Linked DNA regions of Sus scrofa: region 1 is linked to region 2. A link is a contact called in public Hi-C data. All regions are on one chromosome and are shown on one strand. The core of a region is the stretch at or near the end of the contact, and the rest is flanking DNA. Distances in the headings are between cores, read along the strand shown. Region 1 overlaps LOC110255744 (a long non-coding RNA gene). Region 2 overlaps STARD13 (stAR-related lipid transfer protein 13).

The links. A called contact is a pair of places that touch in the nucleus more often than the background predicts.
Region 1: a contact with region 2 is called in a Hi-C map of retroperitoneal adipose tissue, with 2.1 times the contacts expected there. The contact joins two enhancer-like sites. A contact is called at or near these places in 5 of 47 Hi-C or Micro-C datasets (embryonic fibroblasts, fetal heart ventricle, heart right ventricle and 1 more) and 2 of 2 datasets of contacts at active chromatin or transcription factors (alveolar macrophages and skeletal muscle).

What each region holds. Positions count from the first base shown.
Region 1 is chr11:9,874,681-9,877,595 of Sscrofa11.1, reverse strand. The region is part of intron 3 of LOC110255744 (a long non-coding RNA gene); the gene reads left to right. Among named protein-coding and RNA genes, the nearest start is that of STARD13, 140 kb to the right of the region's middle. Within about 2 kb of position 1,380, at least 8 of the 83 cell types and tissues checked have an H3K27ac peak or open chromatin away from gene starts, as enhancers often do. A contact at or near this core is called in retroperitoneal adipose tissue, where this site is marked.
Region 2 is chr11:9,636,561-9,639,444 of Sscrofa11.1, reverse strand. All of the region lies in intron 1 of STARD13 (stAR-related lipid transfer protein 13), which reads left to right. Among named protein-coding and RNA genes, the nearest start is that of STARD13, 100 kb to the left of the region's middle. Within about 2 kb of position 1,419, at least 34 of the 83 cell types and tissues checked have an H3K27ac peak or open chromatin away from gene starts, as enhancers often do. A contact at or near this core is called in retroperitoneal adipose tissue, where this site is marked.

The DNA of each region.
Region 1 (2,915 bases), core at 131-2,630, 240 kb before region 2:
AGTTCAATTATTTCTTTTTGAAAAAATTAAAAAATTTAAAAAATCTTTTATTTAGTTGTATTCATTAGGATTCTTTTGCTTGAAAGTGGCAGAAGCTTAACTTGGACTCATATAAGCACAGAAAGGTATATATTGATTCAAATAATTTGAAAAGCCAGAGCTTATCTGTCTAGTTTTAGATACTGTTAGATCCAGGAGCTCCTCAGACTCATTCCTCTCTCTGCTTTACCTAACCAAGGATTGGCTTCATTATCAGGCAGACACTCCCTGCAGTGTAGCAAAAATGATTAGCAACAATTGTGGGTTGACATGTACTGGCAGCTAGTGTTTCTAATGAAAAAAACAAAAAGTCTATCTTTCAATAGTTCCAACAAAAGACCCGGGGAGAGCTTTTATTAGCTTGGCTTAGGTCATGTGATTGTCCCTGGACTTAATCACTGTGATTGGAGAAATTGATTACTTTATTTGTCAGACTCCCAGGATGTGCCCACTTCTAGAGCCAGGAGGTGTGATCACCGTTACCCAAACTACTTGGAGGAAGTGATGGTTCCCAAAGAGATTCCTGCTGAACAAAACACAGGTTAACGACATCCCCCATCGTGTTTCTACCCCTTGCCTGCTAGCATCCATATATACAATACTTCTTTCCCATTTTTTAAGTTCTCAAAATGGCCTTGACTAATATAATGCAAATATACCTCTAAAAGAAATATTGCCTCTACCTTCACTGTAACTGAAGACGACTCTTAGGCTCATCCAGTTACTGCTAAGTCATGGCATTTTCCTTGGTTGGGTCTAAACGTAGCTGCTCCGGGTTTGGCATCCTCTGGCTAAATAATATATTTAACACTACCAATTGGCAGCGGCAGAGAGAAAAGACTATTGCTGCCATGAAACTTCCATTTCATGAGAAGGGCAAACACTCAATAGTGATCTCAGTTTCATAGCCGTCATCTCATGCTGGATAAAGAAAGCAAAGACTCCCCGACCTGGCAGTGGAGGGAGTTCTTTGTTCAGGAATCTGGCTGGTCTCTCCCTCCTCCCTGGGAGGAACTCCCTTTTTCGTCGTCCTGCGTCCTGTGTCCTGCGTAGGTAGAAGGCAGTTGAACACTGGGGAGGCTTTTATTTTTAACAGCTGTAGCATTTTAGTTCCTCCTTTCCTTTGGTGCAGGTTTGAGGGCTAAAATTTGCCTCGTGAGGTGGGCATTCTCAGGGCTGTTTGGTGATCCTGGGCATCTCTCTGGCAGTGCCACTGCCTCTCCTGACAGACTTGTTGGTCTATTTGTCTCCCGAATCTGCCGTAGATTGTTTCTTGGAGAGTCGTGCCCATCAGTCTGGCTCCAGCCCTCACGGATTCGTCCTCTCAGCAATCTGCCTTTATGCTCTGCCCCTCCCCAAGCCATCTGGCCCTCAAACTGGGAAGCAGTGAGCTGTCCTTGTGCAGATCCTGTCCCTTGGTGGTAGAATTCCTGGGGATGGCTTTTATAGAGGAGTATAACTGCTCTCCTTGCCACTCAGGAATATTCAGCAGGAAGTGTTTGGAAGTGGCCCTCCGGCTCTCTGGCTCACCAGGATCCCCATCCTTGTGCCCATTATGTTTCCCATTGTGCCAACATTAGCATGAGGCAGAGGTTTGGACATCTGCTGTCCCACAAGACACAGTGTCATCTGCCGTTGGTCGTTTGGAGTGCCGGGCATGGGCAGAAAGGATGACTCTTCGTCTTTGCTTTGCTTTCTGCTTCCAGAACTGCCAGATTAAGCTGAAGGCCATCCTTTTCCTACACAATCAGGCTAGGGGTAGCTACAGCTGCTGGCCACAGCCACAGCCACAGCAACTCGGGATCCGAGCCATGTCTGTGACCTACACTACAGCAGCTCACAGCAACTCCAGATCCCTAACCTACTGAACAAGGCTAGGGATCGAACTCATATCCTCATGGATACTAGTTGGATTCTTTTTCACTTTGCCACCACGGGAACTCCATTTCCTATATAATCTTACTGATGGCTGTAAGTAGCCAGTGCATCCTAAGATTCTTTTTATTCTGTTCCCCTAAAACTCTACCCTTGATATTTACATGATTTGAGTTCCAAGAGACACTAGGTACTTTTTAACTGGCTGCTTTTCTATCAAATAACAGCTTTTCCCCATTCCTAGCCTGTGATGGGGAAAACCTGCATCTCACCTCAGCTCCGTCAATATCACATTTTAAGGTCTGTTATTTGTAATGCTCTACTTCCAGATATCAGATTCCGTACTGCTTAGGATTTGTTTTGGCGCAAGTGGTAGAAGTACAGCACATAAAAGTTTATGTAGAAGGAATTTGTTGGCTTCCATAGCAGAAGGTCCAGATATGGAAGCAACCTAAGTGTCTGCTGATAGATGAATTAGATAAATGGATAAAGAAGATGTAGTGTGTTTGTGTGTGTATTATATATATATATAATATAATGTTTTATATATATTATATATAAAATACACTTTATAATGGAATTATTCAGTCACGAGAAAGAAGGAAATCTTACTATTTGCAATACTGTGGATAGACCTTGAGAGCATTATTATGCTCAGTGAGATGAGTCCGACAGAGGAAAACAAATTCTGTATGATTTCACTTACAAGTAGAATCTAAAAAAGCCAAACACAAAAAAAAAACAAAGTGTAAGACGGTGTTTATCGGGGGCTGGGAGGTGGGAGAGTTGGGGAGATCTTTTTTTAAGGGTACAAACTTATAATAAATATATAAATAAATCCCGGAGATCAAATGCACAGTATGGTAATTATAGTTGACAATACTGTATTATAAACTTCAAAATTGCTAAGAGATTAGATCTTAATTGTTCTTACTGTAAAAAAGAAATGATAATTATGTGGCATGATAGAGATGTTAGCTAATCCTATGGTGGTAGTCAAA
Region 2 (2,884 bases), core at 170-2,669:
AATGCTTTTCCCACAGAGGACTTGATGGGGGACACAGAGACTCCGAGAATCCCCCTTTGCCATGGTCTTCAGCACAGGGCCATGGCTCCGAGATCCTTCCCCTATCATGTGGGCAGACCCTCTGCTCGCAGTCATTGCAGATTCACTTCCAGGAGTCATAGCGTCTCCCTGTGTTCTTGCACATCTTTGAAATGCCCCAGGCAACTGCTCCTCCCTCCAGTGGAGCCGCCACAGCAGCTGTGGGCTGCACCAGGCCTGGTCTCTGCTCCGTTTCTGGCAGCAGGCAACTACCGCCAAGCCGCTCTCCCCAAAAGCCTGCATATTGTAAACCCATTAAGGCTTAACTCCTAGGGGACAACAAAGAGAGCTGCCTTTGTGAGCTCTGTGTGGGATCACAGAGGCCTCTGGCACCTGGCTTGTCCTCAGGCCCGGGGTGATCTGCAGGGAAAGTTACAAGCTGCCGAGGGAATATTTTCACAGGTTTTCCAAACAAAGGGTTCTTTCTTCAAACTCAGCCGCAACTCTTTTCTGATTGCTAATTAACCAAGCCTAGTGAAAAACAGGCCGTTTCGGTAAATAGATGAGAGGTGGTGTGTGTGTGTGTACGTGTGTGTGGTGTGGTGGATGTGCACGCTGATGTGCTTTTGTTTGTTTTTTGACACATGACAAGAGGCCCTGTTTTGAGTCTGACGGGGTGGTGAGCCTGTGGCAGGGAGGCTTCCCTCCTGTTCACTGCTGCTGTGCACACAGTCAGGCTGCTGTCGTCTTTGCGGATTGGATGTGCTTGGCGTTTGGCTTGAAGTCGCCCTCTCTCCCTCCACGTGGAGGGTCTCTTTCGCTCTGGGTCTCTGCGTTGCCACTGTTCCTCACCTGCCTCCCCATTGGCTCCCTTGGAGCCGCCTTTTAGGCAGCCCCTCCTTGGCCCTTCGAGGGTCTGCAATAGGACTTTGTTTGCTCTCCCTCCCAGGAACCTTCCCTGGGGGCCTCTATGCCTTTTGTATGTGGTATGTGCTTGAGGATCTGAAAGCCCCCTTTCCTCAGAAGCCCCCCTGCCCCCCCCCAGGACACTGGTAATTATTATAACTGCTCTTTCACCACATGGTGCGTGTTGCCACCTGGTCCGAGCCGGCCAGAGCCTGGTGGCTTTCTGGATGGTTGCCGAAGGCTTCCAAACCCTACCTCTTGTAACTTAGCTTTTCCAGTTACGTGTTAGGAGTTTTGTAAGTTTCCCACCTCAGTGTCCTGGAGCTTTGAAGGAAGGTTACGTTACCCACCATTAAGGTGCTTTTTACGAGGTTATCTATCCGTTTGATCTTTGCCTTACTGATACTGGATCAATACTACTTGTTAATTCTGGCCTTTTTGGTTGCGAGACTGTGGTGGGGGAAAAAAGCTCTTCACAGGCCTCTAGTGGACATGTGGTGGAACTTCGGGAAGCTTGTATTCAAACGTATAAAACTGGTGTGACCTACGGGCACCAGGCAATCCCCCAAATGTATTCTTCGTCAGGCTTTTAATTCAGTAGCATAGTGGTGTGTTTGAAGGCATGGAAAATAGGAACAATGGTGAAGTCACAGTCTTGGTTGACTTTAACCACAGGGTGCAGTGATCAAGTTGTCAGCTGTTCCCTCCTGTCAACTGGAATGAGTTTCTTTGTCCATTTAGTCTCTATTTTATAACAGCAGCTGAATTTTAACATCGAATCATTTTAAATCAACTGTACTCTTAATTCATTTTTTTTAATCAAGAATTTGAAGTCTCTGGCATGTTAATAATTTCCGTATGTAACTGTTTCATCTCAAAAGGGTTGGAACTATTGTCCCTCTGCAGAGACCTGTGTGGGATGTCGTGTCACGAGGCACCCCCAGCCTTCCCCAAAGACCATAATCCAGCGGGGTTCTCTCCAGCCCTCAGGGATCTTCCACGAGCCCTTGTCTCCTCACACGGTGCCTTGCTCTTGACCTTCCCTTTGCCTGAAATGATGCCTTTTTTCTGCTTCCTCCCCACCTGGTGAGAGTCTTCACATCCTTAGAAACCCAAGTCTGTTGTTTTCTGTATAACTGCCCTCTGCACCCCCAGCTAACAGAGTTAACCTCTTCTGTGCCGTCCACTTTTACCGTCTATCACATGTTCAGCCACACATTCAGGTGGTTGCCTTCACTTGCAAAGTATATATTTCTGCCGCCTGGGCGTTGGGGTCTGCTGCCTGGGCTTTGGGATCCCATCAGTTAACACAGTGTTGTGTTTTGCATTTGTCTCATCATCGCTTCATCTGAGGGCCCTAGCACAGCTCCTGCACTTAGGATAGATTGTCAAATTGTTAGCCGTGCTTGTCCTGGGTAAAGCTGGAAATTAAGGAAGACTGCCACTTTCTGTCCTCGGTATCTCTGCATCCAGCACCCCACCTCCCTTCTTGCTCCCCCTCCACACGCATCTCTAACTGAGAGTGATTTTAAGGCCCTGAATTACCTTGTTCAGGGTATTTAAAATGTAAACCTTACCTTGAATTTGAAATGAAATGCTTAGCCCTATTCAAGCAACTCTGCTAGTGAAATAAGTGTTTTGTGGGGTGGAATCCCTGGCTCTGAATATGCAGTAATAACTGTCTCTTCTCCCTAAGAACTAGACTGGCTTCATTCTTTTGCAAGGGGGCCTCCCTGCCACCTTTTGGGTTAACCTTGCAAAATATTTTCAAGGTATTGACGTGGAATGTCGTTCTGGAACAAATTATCCCTAGGTTTTAATCAGTATAGAATTGAGCCACCCGAGATACTTTAAGTGGTGTATGAGGACAGTGAGGTTATTATGAGGTCGATGGACAGACCTTGAACTAGGTTAGAAAGGACTGAGGAAGAAACTTTAAAGAGGATGGCTTTACGGGTAG